7 separate regions of the Mus musculus genome follow, and all the other regions are linked to region 3. A link is a contact called in public HiChIP or PLAC-seq and promoter capture Hi-C data. All regions are on one chromosome and are shown on one strand. Each heading gives the region's core, a stretch centred on a gene start, on an enhancer-like site or on the middle of the called end of the contact. The rest is flanking DNA. Distances are from core to core; before and after follow the strand shown. Region 1 holds the start of Themis2 (thymocyte selection associated family member 2). Region 2 holds the start of Fgr (FGR proto-oncogene, Src family tyrosine kinase). Region 3 holds the start of Map3k6 (mitogen-activated protein kinase kinase kinase 6). Region 4 holds the start of Ppp1r8 (protein phosphatase 1, regulatory subunit 8). Region 5 holds the start of Stx12 (syntaxin 12). Region 6 holds the start of Sfn (stratifin). Region 7 holds the start of Kdf1 (keratinocyte differentiation factor 1).

The links. Promoter capture Hi-C pulls out the DNA fragments that hold promoters and counts their contacts. HiChIP or PLAC-seq counts read pairs in DNA pulled down with a chosen protein or histone mark. Capture Hi-C pulls out chosen DNA fragments and counts their contacts.
Region 1: an H3K4me3 HiChIP or PLAC-seq map of embryonic stem cells shows a contact between it and region 3, with 4 times the contacts expected there. The contact joins the promoter of Themis2 here to the promoter of Map3k6 in region 3. A contact is called at or near these places in 2 of 39 promoter capture datasets (both in liver), 2 of 115 datasets of contacts at active chromatin or transcription factors (embryonic stem cells and microglia) and 1 of 9 other capture datasets (embryonic stem cells).
Region 2: an H3K4me3 HiChIP or PLAC-seq map of embryonic stem cells shows a contact between it and region 3, with 55 read pairs. The contact joins the promoter of Fgr here to the promoter of Map3k6 in region 3. A contact is called at or near these places in 7 of 39 promoter capture datasets (embryonic stem cells, liver, neural stem cells and 2 more), 1 of 484 Hi-C or Micro-C datasets (bone marrow-derived macrophages), 25 of 115 datasets of contacts at active chromatin or transcription factors (the 230-238 cell line, T-cell acute lymphoblastic leukemia, acute myeloid leukemia and 17 more) and 3 of 9 other capture datasets (adipose tissue, liver and pancreatic islet).
Region 4: a contact with region 3 is called in a promoter capture Hi-C map of liver, with 4 times the contacts expected there. The contact joins the promoter of Ppp1r8 here to the promoter of Map3k6 in region 3. A contact is called at or near these places in 5 of 39 promoter capture datasets (the 3T3-L1 cell line, liver, neutrophils and 2 more), 1 of 484 Hi-C or Micro-C datasets (embryonic stem cells), 3 of 115 datasets of contacts at active chromatin or transcription factors (embryonic stem cells and large pre-B cells) and 3 of 9 other capture datasets (embryonic stem cells, macrophages and pancreatic islet).
Region 5: a promoter capture Hi-C map of adipose tissue shows a contact between it and region 3. The contact joins the promoter of Stx12 here to the promoter of Map3k6 in region 3. A contact is called at or near these places in 3 of 39 promoter capture datasets (the 3T3-L1 cell line, embryonic stem cells and liver), 2 of 115 datasets of contacts at active chromatin or transcription factors (embryonic stem cells and pancreatic cancer cells) and 2 of 9 other capture datasets (adipose tissue and liver).
Region 6: a contact with region 3 is called in a FOXA1 HiChIP or PLAC-seq map of pancreatic cancer cells. The contact joins the promoter of Sfn here to the promoter of Map3k6 in region 3. A contact is called at or near these places in 1 of 115 datasets of contacts at active chromatin or transcription factors (pancreatic cancer cells) and 2 of 9 other capture datasets (adipose tissue and pancreatic islet).
Region 7: a contact with region 3 is called in an H3K4me3 HiChIP or PLAC-seq map of embryonic stem cells, with 26 read pairs. The contact joins the promoter of Kdf1 here to the promoter of Map3k6 in region 3. A contact is called at or near these places in 6 of 39 promoter capture datasets (embryonic stem cells, fetal liver, liver and 1 more), 3 of 115 datasets of contacts at active chromatin or transcription factors (embryonic stem cells and pancreatic cancer cells) and 2 of 9 other capture datasets (liver and pancreatic islet).

The regions. Positions count from the first base shown.
Region 1 is chr4:132,795,113-132,798,316 of GRCm38.p6, forward strand. Themis2 (thymocyte selection associated family member 2) reads right to left here and starts at 1,252. Exons shown (of 6, transcript NM_001033308.2): 1 at 1,148-1,252. The coding sequence starts at 1,241.
Region 2 is chr4:132,972,536-132,975,844 of GRCm38.p6, forward strand. Fgr (FGR proto-oncogene, Src family tyrosine kinase) reads left to right here and starts at 1,560. Exons shown (of 13, transcript NM_010208.4): 1 at 1,560-1,735.
Region 3 is chr4:133,239,309-133,242,689 of GRCm38.p6, forward strand. Map3k6 (mitogen-activated protein kinase kinase kinase 6) reads left to right here and starts at 1,510. Exons shown (of 29, transcript NM_016693.5): 1 at 1,510-2,123. The coding sequence starts at 1,781.
Region 4 is chr4:132,841,885-132,845,148 of GRCm38.p6, forward strand. It overlaps Ppp1r8 (protein phosphatase 1, regulatory subunit 8), which reads right to left and starts at 1,285. Exons shown (of 7, transcript NM_146154.3): 1 at 1,173-1,285. The coding sequence starts at 1,228.
Region 5 is chr4:132,882,618-132,885,768 of GRCm38.p6, forward strand. It overlaps Stx12 (syntaxin 12), which reads right to left and starts at 1,841. Exons shown (of 9, transcript NM_133887.4): 1 at 1,631-1,841. The coding sequence starts at 1,748. It also overlaps the pseudogene Gm13033.
Region 6 is chr4:133,600,778-133,604,143 of GRCm38.p6, forward strand. Sfn (stratifin) reads right to left here and starts at 1,391. Exons shown (of 1, transcript NM_018754.2): 1 at 1-1,391. The coding sequence starts at 992. The coding sequence ends at 246.
Region 7 is chr4:133,517,105-133,520,617 of GRCm38.p6, forward strand. It overlaps Kdf1 (keratinocyte differentiation factor 1), which reads left to right and starts at 1,859. Exons shown (of 4, transcript NM_133707.2): 1 at 1,859-1,948. It overlaps Gm42323 (predicted gene, 42323), which reads right to left and starts at 2,754. Exons shown (of 3, transcript NM_001378703.1): 1 at 1,996-2,754; 2 at 1,085-1,157. The coding sequence starts at 2,705.

The DNA of each region.
Region 1 (3,204 bases), core at 2-2,501, 440 kb before region 3:
TGTGATCCTCCTAGGTCAGTCTATAACCCGCTTGGCCATCAGAACACTTTGCTGGCAGCTGCTGTGGCAGAGCCTGGCTCGCTCACTCCAGGGAGTAGAATGAAGCAGGCATCCATGAGACAGCTTGCTGTCTGAGGGAGGAGCCCTGAATCTCAGCATCTCCCTCCACTCTCGCCTCTGCCCTCCACAGAGCAGCCCGGTCGGTCCCTTTTCTTCCCTCCCTTACCCAAGTGGTCAGTCCCTGGTCACATGTTATTTGGCCAGTAACTGGTGGCTGTGTCCTGATATGGCCATCTCTTCTCTGCTATGGGTTGCGGAAAGCCATGGGCAAGGAGCAAATGTACAGGCAAAAAGCGGGGAAGGATCCCCCTGGTAGGAGGACCACTCCATCTGAGAATCCAGCAGAGGAACAGAGAGACTCAGAGGCAAGGAGCAGAGAGTTCAGCGGGAGGGCTGATCTGGTGCTAAAATAACGAACTGGAATATATCTTAGTGGTGAGAGCTCAGGGTCCTGGGTTGGATCCTTGCAGAAAGGGAAAGAAGATAATAAAAGAGAACGGAGGGAGGGAGCAAGAAAGAAAAATGAACAGTGAACCAGGCATGGCAAATTCAGGCAGAGGCAGACGGATCGCTGCAAACTTAAGGCCAGCCTGGGCTACAAAACAAGGTCCTCTCAGAACAACCCCAATAACGACAGTGAGCACCCTAGTGCCTGTCTGAAACGATGGACGAGTTATCCCCACTTATTTGTCCATTTATTGTTATAATTGTTCTTGTTGCTTGAGACAGGATTTCCTAGGCTGTTCAGATCGCTCCTGCCTAGCTGCCACACAATTTCTGTTAGCATTACCGAGGAGCCTCAGTTGAGAAAAAGCCTGAGTTAAACTCAGGACTTCTCATCACCCATGGGACAAAAGCTGAAGAGCAGGGAGGTGGCGCCTTTTGGTGCGGATTCATAAAACTTCGGACAGCAGCGTCTGAACTCAACCCCAGATCCCTCAGGGTCTAACTCTGTAGCCCAAACTGACCTGCAATCACTTTATAGAACAGGCTAGCTTCGAACTCATCCTCCCGCCACAGCTCCCCAGTGTTGGCATTACAGGCATGACCCATCATACCTAGCTCCTTCCACCCAGAGCCCGCTCACCCTCAAAGTAGACTCCGGAGCAGACCCGCAGCACGCGCGGAAGGGAGGTGGGGTCCAGGCCGCTCACAAAGTCCTGCAGCGGCACCGGCTCCATGGTCGCGTTCCGACTAGATTTGCTCAGACTGATCGGCAGCTTGCAGAGGACAGTCCGGAAGCCACGCCCACCGAGGCCACGCCCCTCAGGTCGGGAGCCCTACAGGGTTCTCTGAAGCGCCCCGAACTCTTGAATGGGGACTTTATTTCCCCTGACCTGTCTCTTCATCTCTAAAATTGAATCTTTTCTTAAGGTTTCTAATGTGATAAAACACCATGACCAAAAGCAACTTGGGGAGGGAAGGGTTTATTATCTTACAACTCTGGGATCACAGAGGTTAGTCAGAACAGAAACTCCGGACAGATAGAGAGAGATAAAGGGACTGGGACTGGTACAAGCCATAAAGAAACACAGCTTACTGGTTTGCTCAGTTTGCTTTCTTACACAACTCAGGACCACCTGCCCAGGGTTGGCACTACCTACACCCTATGGGCTGGGCCCACCCACACCAATCATAAGTGGAGAAAATGCACTACAGGCTTGCCTACAAGCAGTCTGATGGAGGCATTTCTCAACAGAGGTTCCCAGATAATTCTAACTTGGGTCAAATTGACCAAAGAACAACCAGGACAATTCCCACACCTTTCTTTACTTGGCTCCATCGAACAGATCTAACATCAAGACTTGATAATTTTTTTTTTTTTTTTTTTTGAGACAGGGTTTCTCTGTATAGCCCTGGCTGTCCTGGAACTCACTTTGTAGACCAGGCTGGCCTCGAAGTCAGAAATCCGCCTGCCTCTGCCTCCTGAGTGCTGGGATTAAAGGCGTGTGCAGTTACACCTGGCAAGACTTGATAATTTGATACCCAGAGGTCTGGTGTGTGTGTGTGTGTGTGTGTGTGTGTGTGTGTGTGTGTGTGTGTATGTATGTGTGTGTGTGTGTGTGAGAGAGAGAGAGAGACAGAGAGAGAGACAGAGACACAGAGAGACAAAGACACAGAGACACAGAGACACAGACACAGACACAGAGACATAGAGACAGACCCGAGACAGAGACAGACAGAGAGAGTATCCCTTAGCACAAATTGTACTTAAATTACTGTGTAGCTGAAGATGACCTTGAACTTCTGATCTTCCTTCTTCCACCATCTAAAATGAGTGTGGTCACACACACTTTATTAGATGCTGAGGACTAAACCTAGGGCTTCATGGATTCAAAGCAAACACTCTACTAAGTGAGCTGCATCCTCTGCCTTGTTTTGGGTTTTTGAGGCAGGATTTCACATAATCCACTGTGTAGCTGAGAATGGCTTCCTTAGACTCCTGATGCTCTTGATGCCTCCTCCTGCCAGGTTCTGGAATAACAGGCATGTACCATTTAACTACCTCAGACCATGAAGATGTTGAACAGATAAAAACGATCCCACTTCCCCAGCTGAGATGTGCCCCCAGATGCCTCTTCCACAGTACTCCAAGTTCAAACAAGGTACACAGCTCCCTAGTGTAGTTGGGGTCTCTTAGGACATACACACCCTTACCCTTTGGGTCTGAGGAAGAAGACATGCCTTGTCTATCCCCAGATACACCTCTGTCTGGACACCTCTAGTGATGCAGAGATGGCTACCGATCTCTCTAGGACACTCAAGTCCTCTGATATAGGTAAGTAAAAATGGTGCCGTGGCACAGGCTGTGATCCCAGCACTTGAGAGGCTCAGGATTCAAGTCATCCCTGGGTTACAAAGAACATGGTCGTCATGAGAGCCTAGCTTAAAAACGGAATGCAGTTTCTCCTAATGCCTTGTCTTCTGTTTTCGGAAATAAGATGAAATGGAAACTGACTTCCTTGTGGCTGAAAAAAAAAATGTGTAAGTAGAAAAACAGAAGTTCTCATGGCTCCAGGGAACCCTGGTGGTGAAGGGCTGTCTACTGTCTCTCAACTGTTTTCTAGACCTTTCCATGATGGATTGAATATTTTTCATATTAACAGGTACTGTGAACAGCTCACCAAGGGTCACTGGACATGG
Region 2 (3,309 bases), core at 310-2,809, 270 kb before region 3:
CTCCTGTTTTTTCTTCCTTCCTCTTTTCCTCTCTCCTCTTCTGTCTTCTCTTCCCATCTCCTCTAATCTCTGCCTTCTCCTGTCCTATCTCCCTGCCTTCCTCTGCCTCCCCCTCCTCCTCCTCCTCCTCTTCCCTTCCTCCCTCCTCTCAGGTAGAGAATCACTACTCCTCTTTGGCTGTCCTCCAATCCACAGGGCTCAAGCATCCTCTTGAGTAGCTGGGAGTGCAGCTGGTGCGGCTGTTCCTTTTGTATCTGGGCTCCCTATGGCTGGGCTCCCATTGGCCACGATATACATTTATTTGTTAATTGCACACATGGATCAATGGCCAAGGCCAACTTAGAGGATGCTCTATAATGGTGGCAGTGCTATCCAGGCAGGGTAAAGCCACCCTCCCACAGTCCCTGAACCTCCACTACATTTCCTTTCTTCCTCCTACACCCACTTCATATTTTCCTAAGAGAGAAGCACTTTTATTTGGTTTTTTGAGACAGAGTTTCTTTGTGTAGCCTTGGTTGTTTTGGAACTCACTCCATAGACCAGGCTGGCCTCAAACTCAACAAAGATCTGCTTGCCTCAGCCTCCCAAGTGCTGGAGTTAAAGGTGTTTGCCATGGCTCATTGAGAGAAGCATTCCTATCTGCATCCATCACTTGCTGACACCGTGTGTGTCACCATGATCCTCCTGAACTTGTACTTTAGGGCGCTCACACACAGCCCCCTACACCCCTGTCTGTACACAGAAGCACACCTGACTGCATAATGTGTCCGAGCTGTTGATTCTAAACCCAGTCACGCATCGTCATCGCCTATCATCAGTATAGCCCCGGGGACACCCACTTGAATCTTCCATGCCTTAAGCCCTCACCCTCCCACAAACATTTCCAATTCAACCCTAGCTCTCCCTCCCCAGGCAGGGGGATTTCCTGGGTCTCAGTGCACCTTGGTTTTAGAGAGGTAATACTGGTAATAACTCTTGGTTTTAAAGGGAGGGTGGGTATCGGGCTGGGGGAGTATAGGGAGGGCTCTCCTAGAGACACTGTGATTGATTAAGGATTCTCCTCAGCTTCTCTAAAACTTGTGTGTGGCAGTAGCCTGATGGGAGCTGATTGTTGTGAAAAACAGGTACCCAAAGGCAAGGGCCTTATCTCCACCGCCCAGTTCCTAAAGATGAGGCGGCAGGGTATAAGTGACAGGCAAAAGATCCCTGGCAAATGTAGTGACAGTAGTGTAAAGGCTACAGGCTATGTGAACTTGGGCCAAGTTATCCTGACCTGGCTCTGTGTTTTCCTACCTAGGAGATGAGTGGGGAGTGGGAGCCTTTGGGATGGCCAACCCCCCACCCCCTTGGTATCCCACTCTAGTAACTAAAGGGACAGGTCCCTTTGGCCGGAACCTTTGGGAAGGAGCTGGGGCGCAGGGACAGCGCTGGGAGAGCCCATCCACAGCGGGAAGTGGGAGCCAGCGGACTTTGGATCTGGGGGCCCCTCCTGGCTTTGGGCAGCAGTCTAGGGGCTGAGGCGTGACTTCGACTTCTCTGGCTGCCGCCTCCTCCTCCGCAGTCACCAAAATAAGAGAAGTCCGAGACGGCTTCCTCCTCCCTCCCCAGAGTAGGTAGTAGGGGCAGAGGCGGGTAGCACCTCACTTTACCCCCCACATCGCCTCTCCTGGTTGCTGGAAGTTAGGGTTGGCTCGCCCCAGATCGAGTCACCCGCAGCTGGCTCCCTTGAGACCAGGTAGGCGGCCAAACCCGGTGGGGGCTGGTAGGGCAAATGTTGCCCCGCCCCTAACCGTCCTCACCTTGGAGGGAAGATTTGGGGGTAAACCTGAACTTTGAGAGCTGAGCAAGTTGAAAGCGGGAGATGGGGGTGGGGATCCCATTCAGAAAGGAAATGAAGAAGGAAAACTAAGGAAAGCTGGAAAAGGCTGATAAAAACCTAGGAGAAGGCCGAGGCAGTACGGCGAAGGCAGACCAAAAATTCCCCCTAAAAGTCTAAATGGGGAAAGAGAGGGAAACTGTGTTGTAAATTTGATAAAATTTGGGGAGAGGGCTGAAAGTACAGGAAGGCACTGTGGGATCCCCCAAAAGCGTCTAGGGAGAGCCCTGAGAGGCTTTCAGGAGGAGAAAAAGGAAAGAAGCTGAGGGGGTATGAGAGAGGGGTAGTAGGTGGGGAAACTGGAAAGGGGGAGGGGATACTGAGGAAATCGGTCGCGAGTTCCCGAGAAGGGGGTCTAGGAGAGTGACTTCTGCAGAACTCGGAGTCCAGAGTGCAGTTCTGGGGTCTCAGAGGCCGGCTATCTGGATTCCTCAGAGGGAAGCGGGGAGTCTGCAAACTCCCCCCAGACCCTCTAGCTACATCAGTGGGGCAGCGGGTTCCAGACACCCTGGGGATTCCTTCCAGCAGCTGGAGGCGTGGATCTGGGTTTCCTGGGGAAGACCTCACCCTGGGGCATCAGACCTCCCTGGGTGCTTTTCCCTATCCGCAGTGGCGGTCAAGGTTTGCGTCCCTGTCGGGATCCGGGAATTGCTGGCAGCCCCGACGGAAATCCTGCTTTTGACCGCCAATGCCCGCAGGGGCTGTTTCCATGGCAACACAGGGCAGTGAGGCCAGTTGGCTTTGGGCCGCTGCAGGCTCAAGGCTGGCAGCCAACTTTGGTCCCTGCCTTCGTCCCCATTTTTGGTCCTTGATCCGGGTGTGTTGCACCACAGAGGGAGTGAGAGGGTGCCGCTTGGTGTTCAGGGGTCTCCTGCCTCAGAGACATGTTCTCTTAGCAAGAATGGGCCTTTAATTGCTATGCAGACCTCAAGGAGAGCTAGCTTTCTCTGGACTTTTGCTTTTCTCATTGGAACTTTGGGGAAGAAACTAGCCCTCCCCATACCAAAGCTGTGCCTAGTGGCTCATGCCTATAATAATCCTTGCATCCAGCAAACAGAGGTAGGGAGGTTGTCACGAGTTCAAGACCACCTTGAGCGATATAAGCAGAAAGACAGGTGGGGTGGGGGAAACAGAAATAGAATGGGAAGGGGTGGGGCGGGGAGGAGAGGGGAGAATGGAGGAGAAGGCAGATGAAGTTCTATCAGATCCAGGCCAGCTGGCTCTACACAGTTCTTTGCCTTCTCAAAGCATGGAGGACCAGAAAGCTTCGCTGACAGGGCCTCTGAGAACCAGCACACAGTTGGCATCTACTAAATGTCACGTTTACTAGGGCCCATTCCAAGAAGGTTAGCAGGGTTCGCATCTGTACCCCACTCTCCAGGTGGCCACCCTACAAGCAAGCCTTTTGTAGTCTAGAATTGGATGCAATGAGC
Region 3 (3,381 bases), core at 260-2,759:
TTACTCAGGAGAAAACCTATAGAAAACAGGGCAGGGACACAAGCTTCAGTTCCATTCAAGGAAGAACTTCTAATCAGGAAGACGAATGGGTAGGACTTCTCCGGGCTTCAGATCCTAGAAGGATGCAAGAAATGCTAGGGGGCAGTGAGGTGAGAGATTCAACCACCCACTCGCAATCCTCCTGGGCCCCCAAGCCCAAAGTGGATGCATCTGAGGACAGCTTTCTCTCACTCTTTGTTTGCTGTTTGGTTGGTTGGTTGATTTTATGAGACAGGGTTTCACTCAGCAGCCCTGGCTGTCCTGGAAACTCTGTAGACCAGGTTGGCCTTGAACTCAGAGATTCACCTGCCTCTGCCTCCTGAGTGCTGGGCTTAAAGACATGTGCCACCACCACTTGGTTCCCATTTGTTTCTTGTAAGTGTGTTTTCTACCCAAACCTCTGTAATGGGCCACATTCTCCCTTTCTATTGCTCGTCTATCCCATTGGTTCAAACCTAGGAAGATATATTTTTTTCCTTCCATGAGACAAGAAGGCTGTGAAACAGAGGCTTCCTACCGTTTGTTGAAAGGTCCATTTGTCCAAAGCCCCAACATATTATTTTTATAAAGTTTTAGTTTTATTTCATGTGCATCTTTTGCCTGTAATTATATATGTGCACCATGTATGTGCTGGGCGCCTATGCAGGTCAGGAGAGTGCCAGGACTCCCCTGGGCCTACAGTTACAGATGATGGTGAGCCACCATGTGGGTGCTGGGAACCAAACCAGGGCCCTCTGAAAGAGCAGCAAGTGGTCTTTACAGCTGTGCTGTCTCTCATGCCCAAGCCCTACCATAATAAACGATTATGAAACATGGCCCTAACCTCAGAGTCTCAAAGTCTCATTTCTAAGTTCAGGGCCCTCTAAGGTTTATAGCAACTTAGATTCATACTATGATGTTAAAGCTTCTTGGTGAATTTGAAGCCGGGATAACCTTGTAACCCAAAAAGCGGAGACTTCTGGAGTTCCTTCAAAGGGTAGATAGGAAGTTTACCGTAGAAGTGCTTTTCAGCTCCATGGTCAAGTTTCGGGTGGACCAATAAGGTCCACAAGGTTTCACTGCAAGAGAGGCTCTGAGGAAAGCGCTTGTCAACATTCTGACCCCTACCAGCAGGAACATTACATGTGCCGCCTACACAATGTTTTGCTCCCCCGTCCTTCCCCCGCCCAGTGTCCATTCATTTACCAGGTCCCTGCAGGGCGGGGCTGTCCTGTTTCCTATCCCTGGGCTGGGCACACGTCTTACGAGCGCTTGCAGTAAGCAGTCAACAGTGTTTGGCCCGAATAGGGGCACAGGCTGTTCCGGAAGTGGACAGTGTCAGAGGTTCTAGCCGGAGAGGAGGGAGGGAGAGCCGCTGGGGAGCCTCATTGCCCCAGGGCCGAGGGTGGAGCCTTTCCCAGTCGGGAAAGGGCTGGGCCCAGCCTACATGTGAGGGCAGGACAGAGTGACTGCCAGCGCTCCCTTGAGAAGTCTGGGTGTAGCACGCTGCCGGTTGACTTCCCAGGACTCTTCTGTGACCTGTGAGCCGAGGATTACTGGGTACCCCAGATTCCCAGAACCCAGTCCTGGATTGCAGATCTGTAAGGACCGTGAAAGATTGAGCAAAGAAGTCTTTCTGGACTTAAGAGTTCCGGAACAGGACGTCCAGCCCATCTCCGGATCCCGACTGGATCCACACCTTCAGCCTCGTGCCCTGTCCCGGGTTCCCCGCGCCCGGGGCCCCGCGCTTGAGCGCCCCCGCATGGCGGGGCCATGTCCTGGGGCCGGGGTTCTAGAACGGGCGGGCAGCTGCTGGCAGGACCCGCTGGCGGAGGCGCTGAGCCGGGGCCGCTCGTCTCCTGCGGTCACGGGTCGGGGCTGCGCGCGGAGCCGGCCTCTCAGTGTGGTCTACGTGCTGACCCGGGAGCCGGGGCTCGGGGTGGAGCCCGGGTCGGGAACCGAGGCAGAGCCGCTGCCGTTGCGATGCCTGCGCGAGGCCTGCGCTCAGCTCCAGGGCACACGGCCACCCCCGCAGCTACGCAGCCTACCCTTTGCGACGCTGGCGCTAGGCGACACCGCTGCGCTGGACTCCTTCTACAACGCGGGTGAGCGTCTCGGGGCGGGGCTTGAGTCTGGGCGGGGCAAGGGGCGGAGCTTTAGAACCCTGACGGGGCGGGTGTGGGTACCAGGTCTAGGGAATTTACGGTAAACTAAAGCCGAACTTGAGACAAGGCAGTAACGACAGGGCATTTAGTGGATTATGGATGTGATGGGCTTGAGGCTGGATCTGGGGATTCAGGCCTGGCTCCGGAGTTTAAGTATCTTTCGGTGAGCGTGGTGCCAAGCAGGTGGGGCGGAGCAGGCGAACTCTAAGGGCGGGGCTGGGGAGGGGCGGGGCTGAGGGAGGGGCAGAGCTGCGCTTCCCTGCGTAAGCGGGAGAACTCTTTTTCAGGATGATCTCACGTTGGACTTTTGAGGGTGAATCAGGCCTGAGACGGAAGTTCGGTCTATGGCAAGGGGCCATCTCTGCAGGATTGGGGTTGATAAGTCCTAGCATACTACATCCCACATGGGACTAAAGGGGCGGGAAAGGAAGTACTGAGGCAACTCTTCGGGACTGGATTATAGGAGAAAGGGATTGTATTTGGAGACTAGGAGTCGAAAGAAAATGGGTGGGGCAGGGGTGGGTCTAGAGGAGATACAGGGAGTCCAAGGGTGAGGTCGGAAGATAGCTATTCCTCTCTTTCCCACCTACCGGATGCTCCACCTCATCCCTATTTGTTTATCTCCGAGTCAGAGAGCCTTGTATCCTGGACATCTGCTAAATTGTAGCTTAAAAATGAAGGCTGACCCGGTCAGACCACAGATAAAGTGGAATCATCTGCGTTGACTCATACAGTCCCTCCCTTGCGGACATTGTCACTTAAAGATGGCTGGATACAGTAAGCTACACAAACACACATAAAAGCACGACGTTGTCTTCACACACGATGATGCAGATCACCCTCAGGACCCTGGCTTCAAGACTGGAGAGATGGCGCTGAGGTTAAGAGCACTTGCTGCTCTTCCCGAGGACCCGAGGTTCCCAGCATGCACACGGGGTGTGCATGCTCACAACCACCTGTAACTTTATCTCCAGAGGATCCTGATGCCGCTTTCTATCATACACTCACACCAACACACACATACATATAAATAAAACAAGAGAGAGAGGAGAGAGAGAGAGACAGAGAAAGAGAGAGAGAATGGGACTTCTTTTTGCAAAGTTCCTGTCTCCTACATAACCTGGAAGTGCTCAGTGGGATGAAGGTCCCTGGGCATCTCCTGTAACACCACCAATAAGAGTACTGTGAAAACCCCGGG
Region 4 (3,264 bases), core at 35-2,534, 400 kb before region 3:
TCTTTATATTTGGCTGGCCCAAATTTGAAATAAGTGCAGCCAGGGACCAGTGTGGATAAAGAATTTGTAGGCTGAAGCACATGGATATGTTAAAAGAATAAAGAAATCCAGGAAACAGCCAAGCATTCATTCGCTTCCTGGGCTTGTTCTTTTGAACCTTCCAGGGCCCTTACATTTGCACAGAAGAAACGATATCGAGTCTATCTCATTGAAGATTCAACACAGACATCTCACAGCTCCGCTCCAATCTCTCATGGCAGTGGCTAAAAGGACAGTGCATCGAACAAAAGCCCATTTGCTTCGAGATACAGATTAAAATGAACATTAAAGCCAAAATATTTTGTCTGAATATCCTACCATGTGATTGACTCAGGCCTAGGAGCTGAGCATGATGCAAGGGTTTTTGCCCTTGAAGATCTCAATGTAACAGAAGCCCGAGAGGTAACACGTTAATAACCAGGAAGAGCCGCAACAGCAGAAAGGGCTCTAACCCCGATGCATCCTCGTGCAAAGCAGTTCCTATTCATTCATCTTGCACCCCACTCAACGCGGAAACCATCCTACTACTTCTCTGAACTTCCCAGGGGATGAAAATGCTGTATGCTAACAACTTCTGCTGTCTTTTGTACCGGGTTTCGTGCTGGTCTGGTCAGAGAACAAGGGGGAACAGTCCCGCGCCATCCCTGCCCGCAAGGAGCACCTAGTCCGCTTGGAGGGTGCAGCAGCCACGGAGGGATGCAGCATCAGGTTGGACTGAGGTAGGGAAGCCAGCTCGTGCGCGCTCCAGACCTTCAGCACCCGGGGAAGGTTTGATGCTCCCCGAGAGCATCGGGCACTCAGTGATGAGTTAGGGCAAGTTAGGGGCCAAGGCCTGAAGCACCCCGGTGAGCGGCTGACCTCCCAAGCGCTGTATAAACTGAATACCTTCGAGCCCCCAAAACTCGGGTTTCCGCAGAGCCTGGGCCCCAGCTCCAGGATCCTCCACACGTCGCCCGGCCCCTCACAGCGGACAGTTTTCCCTCAATCATTCCAGGATCTTTCTGAGACGTTCGTTTCATCGCAAAAAAAAAAAAAAAAAAAAAAAGGAAGAGGAAAAAAAAATACAACCTTCTCCTTTCTGTCCGGGTTAACTCACGCCAAGCCGCTCCAGTCCCAGAAACCTCATTACTCACCAAGTCGGGCAGTCGAACAGCGGGAGGCTGGAGCCGGAGTTCACGGCTGCCGCCATCTTGCGTCTCCCCCTCCCATTTGGCGGGTCTGAAGCACGCCGGGAAACTAAGAGCTCGGGAGGGAAGAGGCGGCATCCCAGCAGCCTGTGCGCAGCGCGTGCGTGCGCACGCGCAACGCAAGGACGCTCTCCTGGGAGCGCCTCTGGCGGAGGGCATCAGGGGCTGGGTTTGAAGTCTGCAGTGTTTGCTGGAGAGGCTGGGGGCGGGTGTCTCCTTGGTCACGGGGTCAGGAGTGGTTTGTACCTTGATGCGGCTTTCGCGCTGCGTTTTCCGCCAGAAACCCTAGAGCTCTGCAATCTGCATTAACTCCCAGCTACCCACCCCCTCGGGCTTCATCTAGCGATAAGCAGGTGATGGCTAGAGATAAGAAGTGATGGCTTTTTTTTTCCCCCTTTTTCCAGCCTTCCTTCGAAACACTGCATCTGAAAACAGAATCCTTACTCATTTGTCCTTTCTGATCCCAAGTCTGATGTGTACGGCTCAGTGGTAGTGTGTTCAGCAGGCGCGAATGAGGCCACTGATTCAATTCCCCAAAACCAGTAATTTTCTTAGATCTGGGAGAATCTATAGATTAGGCGACTGTGTCAGAAATCATGTAGTCTGTTTTTGAAAACTTTGGACAAACTGCTGCAAGGCACAGACTCAAAAGGAAAAAAAGCCTCCAATTTTTAGTAACTTAACCAATTCTCAAAAATGTTTAATTCATGGCCCCTTAGGATTTTTCTCTGTGGGTCATAGTGACATAGGAAGCATTAGGGTTACCATCTTCCTCTAAGCCATTAGCTTGCTGGTTGTAATGGTTTTGTCTATTGAGTGCTTATGGGGAAGTATGTATTTCATATGGATCAGTTCACTTGGTATTCCCAAAACTCAAGACAGATTGATTCCAGAAGAGAGGCTCTAGCCTCACCTTACAAGGAGTGGTATTCGAACCTGAGTCTATGTAAAGCCAAAAGCCAGGCTCTACTAGTCCCATATGTTTCTGACAACATACCATTCCTTCGTATGCAGTGGATGGTCCTTTTTTCACTTTTGCAGAAAGATGGGATGATGACTTCACAGTTTTTAAAAGAAACAAATGGTTGGAGGGTGTGGCAGCACATATCTGAAATTCCATCTGCCTTTGCTTCCTGAGATACAGGGTTAAAGGTAGTCAACACTATGCCCTGCTAGACAGTAAAATTAATAATAATAATAATAATAAATTCTCCAGGTTTCAGTAAGCAACAGCAATAGAACATGTCATGGTTTGAATATGCTTGGTCCAGGGAGTGGCACTATTTGGAGGTTTGGACTTGTTGAAATAAGTGTATCATTGTAGGCTTGGGCTTTAAGTCCTGTATCCTGGCTACCTGGAAGTCAGTCTTCCACTAACAGCCTTCAGGTGAAAATGTAGAACTCTCAGCTCCTCCTGCACGATGCCTGCCTGGATGCTGCCATGCTCCAGCCTTGATGATAATGGACTGAACCTATGAACCTATAAACCAGCTCCAATTAAATGTTTTCAGCATAAGAGTTGCCTTTGTCGGGCTGGCGAGATGGCTCAGCAGTTAAGAGCACCGACTGCTCTTCCGAAGGTCCTGAGTTCAAATCCCAGCAACCACATGGTGGCTCACAACCATCCGTAATGAGATCTGATGCCCTCTTCTGGTGTGTATGAAGACAGCTACAGTTTACTTACATATAACAATAAATAAATCTTAAAAAAAAAAAAAAAAAAGAGTTGCCTTGGTCATGATGTCTGTTCACAGCAGTAAAAGGTTAACTATGACAGAAGTTGGTACTGGTAGTGGAGTAGTGCTGTGATAGGCCTGACCATGTTTTTGTCTGGAAGAATGTGGATTTTGGGACTTAGAATTTAGAAAGCAATGGAATGCTCTAAGTATTGCTTAATGGGCCATCCTAATAGGAATATGATGAGATTGATTTGAACTGTGCAGACCTGGCCCAAGAGGTTTCAGTGGAGAATAATTTCAGCATGTGGCCTTGAGACTGTTTTTGTGGTATATTGGTGAAGAATCTGGCTGCTTTTTGC
Region 5 (3,151 bases), core at 591-3,090, 360 kb before region 3:
GAAGGCATGACCCCGCCCCCAACACCTGGCACAAAATTTTCTTTATTATTTTTGTGTGTATGATATGTGGAACATACATAGAACTAATGTAAACAGACACATTGTGTGTGCCAGGGAACGAGTGTGGCTGAGTGTGGAGGTCAGAGTACAGCTCTGTGGAGTTAATTTGCTCCTTCCACGTTCATCTGGGTTCTGGGGCTCAAATCAGATGGTCAGGCCTGCACAGCAAGCACTTTACCTGAACCATCTTGCCAGCCCCTTGAAAAGAATTTTCTGATTTATCCTGTATTATAGCTCCTTAACAAAAGGAAACTGGGACACAAAGTACCATACTGTCTAGTCATCAATTATTATTGTGTTTTTCATATCTGGGTTAACAAGCTGAGTATTCGTACTACCTCCATACACCCAGGCCTAACCCTTCCTGCCTGAAACTTTCTACCTCTCAAATCCTACAGTATACATTTAGATATAAAAGCAAAGTGACAAGCTGGGTGTGGTGGCGTACATTGTTAATCCCAGCACTTGGGAGGCAGAGGCAGGTGGATCTCTAATTTTGAAGCCAGCCTGGTACACAGAGTGAGTTCCAGGATAGTCAGAGCTACAAAAAAACTGTCTCAAAAAGAAAATAAAAGCACAGTGGTAGCTTATGCTTTAAAGCTTAGGACATAACTGCAATTCAGAACTGACTCTACTTATTAACAGTATAGCTAAGCTCACAAAAAAAAAAAAAAAAAAAAAAAACAGAATAATAAACAACACAGATGGTTGTCACCATTTTTAAAGTAAAATTGCTTCTGTTGTTCTGTTTACAGGGCTCTGGGATGATTCTGAAACTCAAAAACAGCCTGTACTTGACTCTAGCTACAGAAGGGAGTTTTAAGGTAAGCAGTTACAAACTGACTTGGCCCAACCCTGCCATCTCTTACTTGGTGTGTAATTGTGGCCAAGAGTAGCTCTCAACGGAGGCAGAAGAGGACATCTTCATGCTTGAAATGGGAAAAACGTTCGCTACAAAGACAACCTAACCTAAAATGTTCCCGGTGCATTCTGTGCCATAAAGCAGCAGTCCTCCCGTCCCTTAAATGCCAGGCACTGACTGACGTCCAGGTTAATTACAGGAAACACAGTGTATTAAGTCACTCGAACGCACGCATTCTCCACTTCCCTTAATTGAAAGTTGCTGATGTCTGAGGACCCAACCGCTGAGCTGAATGTGAACCTAAAGTCGCAACCAAGTAAGCACCCCCTGATCGGAACTGAGGAAAACAAGGTGGGTGGGGAGAGGGGGACGGCGACGACAGGAAAAACTCGGCTGACCACTGCGCCAAGTCAAGACTGCTGCTCACAGTCCTGGAGATGACACACACTCCCTCCCACCATCGGGGCTGTCGGCTCTGTTGACCCCCAACACCGTGAACTCTAACCGCCTAAGACAGGGGTGTGGACCTAAAGGGCCCGAGCCTGGCCGACCCAGGGAAAGGCAGCTCGCCGCGCCCAGAGTGGAGGCTCGCGACGGCCTCAAGGTGTGGCCTGAGCTGCGACCCAGACCGGGCTCCCCGACTTGGCAGCTTCACCACCGTCTGTCCCTCAGGCCGCCCCCAGCTCCCGGCTGGGTCCCCTCGCTCACTGGCTTGGCTGATCCGCTGGATGTTGCCACTGCATGTCTGGATGATGCTGTTGAAGTCCCGGGGCTGAGGCCCCGACGGCCCGGGGTTCCGATACATGTCTAAGGGACCGTAGGACATGACAGTGAGCAGAGACCGGGTCGCGCTTCGCGGCGCTCCTACCGGAAGCTGCCACTGACCGGGCCCAGCAGCTGAGAGGAAAACCGGGAAGAGAAAGGGCGGGGAAGGGACCGCGACTGCGTGCGCACTGACCCCCCGCCCATCGCGGTGCGCATGCGCGCGCTCCGCCCCATCCTGCAGTGCGCGTGTGCGGCTGGAATTGGCGGTGGGTCGTCTCTTGAGAGTTTTCGAACTGCTGGCGGTGAGCGTTCTCGCAAGACCCGACTCCTCCAGCTGTGAAGCCAGTACAGGACCGGACTTCTTCAGCCTGTCGTCTACAGACGGCGCGCCCCGCATTCCACGACCTTCCGGCCGCCAACACGCTCATCCGCATCCTGCTGCTCCCGCATCCTGCCGCTCCCGCATCCTGCTGCTCCGCGCGGCACTGTTGTTCAGGCACCCAGCAAGTTCTTGCTTTTCCAACCCATGTCAAAATCGAGGTGAATGCATGAGCATGGAATGGGACCAGTACACGTGCAGTTGTACCCGACAGGATTCGATGGTGAAAACTGTTCAACACCTAAATTTCTAGCAAGAATAAAGTTACTACTGAAACCATCCGCCAATACGGTGTGCCCCGTGCTTACCCACTTCAAGGGATTCTGGGACATTGTTGATTAACATTTCCTTCCTTTGAGGTCAGGCTGGTATACAGGGTGAGTTCCAGGACAGCCAAGGTTACATAGAGAAACCCTGTCTCGGAAAACCCACTCACACTCCAAACAAATAAAAACCATTCCCTTCCTGCGGAATTCAGTCATGAGATATGTTGCCAGCCAGATGGCATTTGATTGACAGCCCACCAACTTACAATGTGCACCACACCTACGAAAACTGGGCACCCTTCTCCAACCTCTCCTACTACATCAGAGCCTCTCCTCCTGTAACAGATGACTGCCTGACTCCCATCCTGTGAAAGGGAAGAAGAGGGTTTCTGATTCAAAAGATTATGGGGAAAATTCTAAGAAAAAAATTCATCCTTGACCCCCAGGGCTCGAATATGATATTCACATTCTTCGGCCAGCAATTCACCCACCAGTATCTCAAGACAGACCAGAAACAAGGACATATATTCACTAGAGGGCTGGGCCATGGAGTGGACATATAAGCCATGTTTATGGTAAAACTCCAGATAGACAGCATAAACTGCTCCTTTGCTTTCTCTTTTAATTATTTATTTTTATGCTCATTGGTCTTTTGCCTGTACCTGTGAGGGTGACAGAGCCCCTGGACCTGGAGTTACAGAGAGCTGTGAGCTGCCATGTGAATGCTGGGAATTGAACCTGTGTCCTCTGGAAGAGCAGCCAGTGTTCTTAACTGCAGAGTCATTTCTCCAGCCCCAAACTATGCCTTTTCAAGGATGA
Region 6 (3,366 bases), core at 141-2,640, 360 kb after region 3:
AGGAAGTGGGGAGGGGGTGCAGAGAGCAGGGGTGGGATGGGTTGGGAACACCCACCAGACAGCTACACGAAGAGTGAGATTCCCTGCCCTGGTGGCTTCAGCTTGGCTGCGCCCCCTTCAAAGGAGCCTTCCAAGGTGTGGCTGAACATTCAGGGTTTGGGAAGGGCAGAGTCCCACTCCGTTTTAGTCCTCTCTGCAGGCTGGGGACTGGAGGGCAAGGCGAGCCGGGGTGGTTGTCGGCTGCTTCAGCTCTGGGGCTCCTCCGGAGCCTCACCACCCTCTTCCCCAGCACTGTCGGCTGTCCACAGCGTCAGGTTGTCTCTCAGGAGCTGCATGATGAGGGTGCTGTCCTTGTAGGAGTCCTCACTGAGGGTGTGCAGGTCGGCCATGGCCTCGTCGAAGGTGGTCTTGGCCAGCGAGATGGCCTCCTCGGGGCTGTTGGCTATCTCGTAGTGGAAGACTGAAAAGTTCAGGGCCAGGCCCAGGCGGATGGGGTTGGTAGGCGGCATCTCCTTCTTGCTGATGTCCATGGCCTCCTGGTAGGCTGACCGGGCAGAATCGATGATGCGCTTCTTGTCATCGCCAGTGGCCACCTCGGCTAGGTAGCGGTAGTAGTCACCCTTCATCTTCAGGTAGAAGACGCGGCTCTCTGCATCTCCAGCCCCTTTGATGAGGTGCGAGTCCAGCAGGCCGAGTACGGTGTCGCACACACCTCTGAGCTCGGTCTCTACCTTCTCCCGGTACTCTTTCACCTCGGGGCCCTTCTCTTCTGACCCCTCCTCGTTGCTCTTCTGCTCGATGCTGGACAGGACCCTCCAGGCCGCTCTCTGGCCGCCCACCACGTTCTTGTAAGCTACGGAAAGCAGGTTTCGCTCCTCGCAGGAGAGCTCCTCGCCCTTTTCCACGGCGCTCTTCATGAAAGCTGCCATGTCTTCATACCGTTCGGCCTGTTCAGCCAACTTGGCCTTCTGGATCAGACTGGCTCTCTCCATGACTGCGAGGATGGACAGACAGACGGGCGAACTGGCTGTCTCGAGAGTAACGCTGGGTTCTGCGGCTCCCTTGCTCTGGCTCTGCCTTTTGGCTGGGGTGGCATGGCCCTGAGAAGAGTTGGGCGTGGTCTGAGCGGGCCTGGGCCCTGCCTCCTCCTAGTCTTCGCCACACCCTTTCCGGCTCTACCTTTAAGGTAAAAGGGCTGGGACGGGAGGGGGCTGTGAGTCACCAGGACAGTCAGCAGGAGAAACCTGGCCGCAGGTCCCACCTGCAAAGGCACCTTTCGGCTCCAGACTGCCCCCTGCAGTTCAGGGCTGGCTGCATTGCAGGAGCGTCTTGGATTACCAAATCAGATTGTCTTTCAGGGTGATCTTCCAGGCTTCAGCCACCGAGCTGCTTTAGCCCAGGCAGAGCCCAGGGAGCTGGGACAGTTCAGGTGAGAACTCATGTATAGGTAGGGCTGTACAGTTTCCCCCAAACTTGCGCATCCATGATCTGATGCAACTACCCCCAACCCCCGAATTGGCTCTGTAGGACTGTAGAGGTAGAACTATCAAGTCTCAGGGGTGAACCAAACCAGTTTGAGGTCACAAGCTGCCAGCTCCCTTAAACCCCTCCCCCTCCGTGTCCCCTCTTCCTCTTGGCTCTCTTTGGGGGCCATTAGCTGAGCCGGCCTGAAGATAGCTCCATCCCTTGGTCCTTGTTCTCCCTCAAGATGCCCTATGAACACCCCAGATGCGCAGGTGGCATCTCAGGGTGCCACTTAATGAAGTGTTTAACGAGCGGCCTCTGACGCTCCAGCCCAGCCTTTGTAATTAGTCACCCAATATGTTTGTTGGACACCTTCCCCCTTACAGCACAATTTTCCCTTTCAAGTTGGTGGCCTGTTGACACTTGTCTGAGACTTTACTCTCTGGTTCTCCACATCGGGTCACCCGTCCCTTCCAAGCTGCCTGTCGTCATGTATCGGCAGGGTTCCCAGAGGGTGGGGGCCTAACTCTTTGACTGTCCCACTCCCCTGCCTGACTCAGATTACCTCTGTCAGAGGCTGGGAAGCAGGCCACCTGGGTGCTCAGTCCAGTTTGGTCCCCCAGGGGGGACGCTATCAACCTGGGGAGGAAGACAGGGCTGAGGGAAAGGAGCTGGGAATGGCACATTCCATTTTGTTTTATGGCGCAGTGTGTGATTCCAGCCCAGTATGATCCCTCACTTGGCTCCCAGAGGTTCTCAAGTCCCTTCAAGACTCTGCCTCTGACCCCTGAGAGAAGTCTCCTTGGAGATGGAGATCACTTTGTTCCCAATCTTCCATCCCTGATTGGTTGGGCCCTATTTTCAAGGCCCATGATAAGAATGGGCACTGAGGGTGTGTTCCTGCTTATGTGCCCCACCACATTCTTCAAGTTTAGATGGGACTCCGTGGTTCCTTCTAAAGAAGTTTCTTCCTAGGACCCAGCCAGTCTAACCCTTGAAGCAGGACTATTGCACAACCTTGCCTGTCTCCTCACAGTGTCTGAGCACTCGCCTTGCCTCCGGGAGAGGTGTTGTAGGCCAGAACCCTGAACAGGCTGGAATGTGCTTGGGCCACGGAGTAGGGGCTCTTGAGAGACTTCAGGGTCCTGGCTAATTTTACAGGTTCTCCCAGGAAGCAGATGGGATTTCTGTCCTGAGATCTTGCGTGCTTTGCCTAACTCATGGCACAGGCACAGAACTACAGTAAAACATCAAGTTAGGGAAGACCACGGTAGTGTACGGCTAGAGTCTGAGCATTTAAACTCACACAGGGGACATGCCAGTTGGTGACTGGCTTTGCCACAAGGGAAACATGTTACCCCCACCCTGGGGAAAAGCAGAGGCTGGGAGTGTGTCTTGGTTGGTAGAGTCCCTGCTAGTGTGTATGGAGTTTGCTCCCCAGTCCTGTATAGACAGGTGCACATCTGTAATCCTAACACTTAACAGGCAGAAGCAAGTATCTCTCTGAGTTCTAGCCCAGTCTGGTCTATATATGGACTGCCACCATGTTTGCTTTAGCAGCGGTGCCGGGGTTATACCCAGGGTTTCCAAGAACTCTACCGACTGAATATATCCTCAGCAACCCCCTCCCTGTTTTGGGGTTTGAGCTGGGTTCTATGGGATGAGGAAAGATCCTAAACTCTCCGCACCCCGTGGCCCAGCCGGGTGTCCACAGAAGAGTCGGGGTCCTCAGTCCAAACTCTTTCCTCTCCAGACTGACAAACTGTTTGGCACAGTAAGCATTGTCTCCTCCCTTTCCGTTGGGAGAATTCTCCTCAGCCTTGAAGGGCCTTCCTTGGCTCTCAGCCTGGCCTGGGCTTCCCCAAGTCCTGGGGGCAACTTGGAAACCCCAGGACACTAGGA
Region 7 (3,513 bases), core at 609-3,108, 280 kb after region 3:
TCTCTTTTTTTCCTTCGGTTTTTGAAACAGGGTATCTCTGGGTAGCCATGGCTGTCCAGGAACTCATCCTGTAGACCAGCCTGACCTCGAACTCACAGAGATCCATTTGTCTCTGCCTCCTGAGTGCCAGGATTAAAGGTGTGCACACCTGGCTGAACGGGTCTCTACCAGTCCCGTACACGGCATTGCAAGAGCGTCTCACGAATGTGCCCTAGAACAGGCCTTGCTAGGCTTAGAGTTTGCAGAAGTGCCACTGTACACAAGGTGGCTCATTTTCTGAATTCCAAAGGGGAATATGGTGTACCCCTTGTCCATCCTTGCCCCAGAAGGAAGTGTGATAGACTGTGGGAAGTTCTGCCACTGGGCCTTTGCTGGGAACTTGCCACAGGGATCTCTCCCAAACCTGTCATTTCCATGTGTGACCTTCTTTGTCCTCCCCAGTTGACAGAGGTACCTTTTAAAATTGTTTGTTTGTTTACTTATTTATTTACTTATTTATTTATTTATTGGTTTTTTTTGAGACAGGGTTTCTCTGTGTATCCCTGGCTGTCCTGGAACTCACTTTGTAGACCAGGCTGGCCTCAAACTCAGAAATCTGCCTGCCTCTGCCTCCCAAGTGCTGGGATTAAAGGTGTGTGCCACCATGCCCCTCATGGTTTTTTTTGTTTGTTTGTTTGTTTTTTTGAGATGGGGTCTCTCTACATAGTCCTGCCAATCCTGGAACTCACTCTGTAGACCAGGCTGGCCTGGAACTCACAGAGGTCCACCTTACTGCCTCCAAAGAGCTGGGATTAAAGGCATGTGCCACCACATCTGGCTAGAGAGGTCTATATCTACAGAGGGGACACTGGAAAATGGAAAGTGACTTGCTCCCATGTCAAACAGTTCAAAAAGAGCAAGAAAGACATCAGGGACTATGTTGGCTGTGGAGGCGCATGCCTGTGATCCCAGCACTCCATAGATAAGAGGAGCAAGTCTTCAAGGGCAGCCTTGGCTACATAGGGAGCTAGAGGCCAGCCTGGGGTACATGAGACTTTGTCTCAGAAAACTTGAACAATCTACGGCTGCACCCCTGGGAACATACCTGATCTAGGCTGATCTTGACTCGAAGCAGGACAGGATATGGCTGGTCTTCCCAGGATCTTGTATTGGAAGACCTAGGTAAGAGGAGCTGAAGAGAGAGTTCTGCCTCAGAGAGCACTGGCTGCTCTTCAAAGTTCCAAGGTCCCCAGTTCGACTCTCAAGTGCTCACATAACAGCTCACAACCCTCTGTAACTCCAGTTCCAGGGCATCCCATGCCCTCCTCTGCTCCCTTACCTGTGGGCACAAGGCACGCAAGTGGTGCATGGATGTACAAGCAGGCAAGACATTCATACATATAAAAACATTTAATGTAAAAAAAGAGAAACCTAAATAAGTGAATATGTAGACAGACAGATAGATAGACAAGAGATCATTGCCTAGCTATTCAAACAGTGAAGAATATTTACTAAGCAGTTGGTATGTGCCAGGCGCTGTACTAGGGAAACAAGACCAGACCTTACCCTCAAGGTCAGAGGCTAAAAGGAGGAGACAAAAGACAGGAAAGCAACAGTCTGCTGGGAACTATAATAAAGAGTCCAGAGAACTGTTCCACATGACAGAGCTAGGGACTCAGGGGCCCGGACGGCTTCCCAGGAGGCATGCATGCCCTTTAAGTAGGAGCTTTGCGGCCCGGTAGGCGCCCCATGGGCTCTCCGATACTTCCAGGACACTGGACTATAGAGCAGAGAGGGGACCTAAGCACTGTTGCCCGATGATGGCCCCTCTCAGGGCCTCACTCTCCTGGCTGGGCCGGAGCTGGGCGGGGCCTCGGCCAGGTGCGCGGCGGCGCTCGGCGGAGGCAGGAAGTGTGTCCCCAGCGGCGCCCCGTGCCGCGCTCCCGCGAGACGCTTACCTGCGACCCAGGTGAGTGCCGAGGGGGGCGGGGGAAGGGCCGAGCGGAGGCGGCTCACCTGGCTGGGCAGGTAAGGCCGGCGCGGGTCCGCGGGGGCGCGGGGCGGTGCAGCCCCGGGTGGGTGACCCTGGAGGCCGCGCCTGGACGGCGGCGGGGCGCGGGCCCTGCTCCTCGGGCCCCGACGTCCACTTCCGGGGTGCGCGGGGCCCGGCCGGAGCGGCCCGAACGGGCGCAGGGCTGGGCTGGGCTGGGCGGGCCGAGAGGCCCCTGGGGTGCTAGGACCCAGCACCGTGCGTGGAACAGCGTCGGGAGTCGCGGGCCACGGCGCTGGTGGCAAGCGAGGCGGTGCGCGCCCCGACGGCAACGCGAGCCCTGCCGCCTGGACGCGCGCGGCTCCTGCTTGCAGATGAGACAGTGGCTGGGGCTGTGCCAGGGGGGTGCACAGTACCCTGCGCCCGAGCTGAGCAGAGCTGAGCGCGGCTCGCTGACCATACGTTTGCCTGGACAGAGGCTGCTGCAGCCGGCTCGTCCTGGGGACACAGGGAGGAGGGCCCATGGAGAGCCCCCGAGTCTGTCTGTCTGTCCGTCTGTCTCTGTGTTTTGTGGGGACTGTCGGAAAGGCGAAGGCAGTGAGAAATCAGAGAATCCTGGGGCCATCAGACCTTGAGGCATCCTTGCGATGCCTTCGAACGCTGCCAAGTTAGAGAATGCCAAGAGTGTGTCTTCCCAGGCTTTTGCTAAACACGGAGCTCCACCCCCAACCCCCATACCTCCGTAGAGGGTTAGAAGGACATTAATCTCTCCTCTTTTGAGAGATGAGGTTTTCCATTTTTATTTTACGTCACATTGGTTTATTATTTACTTATATTTAAGTTAATTTAATATATATTTTGTTTTGCTTTTTGAGATAGGGTCTCATATGGCCCAGGCTAGGCCCAATATTCAGCCAAGGATGACTCTGAAGTCCTCATCATCTCATCGTGTCTTGTGCTGGAATTACAGACGTGGGCCACCTCACTACTCTAAGATGAACCTATTTAAAGATGAGGAAGCTGGGTCCAAGACTCTTGTCCCAGGCCAAAATTGAGGCAAAAATTGGTCCCACTAAATTAAGTGAGCAGTGTCACTGGGTTGTCAGGAGGGATGGACCAGGGACAATCGTGGGAAAAGGAAGGTGTAGATGGATGGTTTGAAGGGACGCTCATGCAAGGCACTATTCATACCACAAACAGGAAGGCTGACTGCTTGGTTGTTTAAGTTTCAGACAGGGTCTCTCTCTTGGGTAGCCCAGGCTGATCTTGAACTCAAAGAATCTGCCTGGCTCAGCCTTTCTAGTTCTGAAATTACCTGAGGGAGCCACCAAGAGCAGAGTACCTGGGGTGAAGAGCCTGGCCTGCCCCGCAGCAAATCTTGTTCCTTCCCAGCCTGCTGACTTACTTGATCTCTCCTCTCTGTTCTCTGAGCTTCCGATTCCTGAACTGTACAGTGACAGTAAATAATTCACGTGGCAGTTGTAAGGACTGAATAACGTGGAAGAGCTCTGGCTAGAGCCGGTTTCTAGCCCATTCACTGCCGT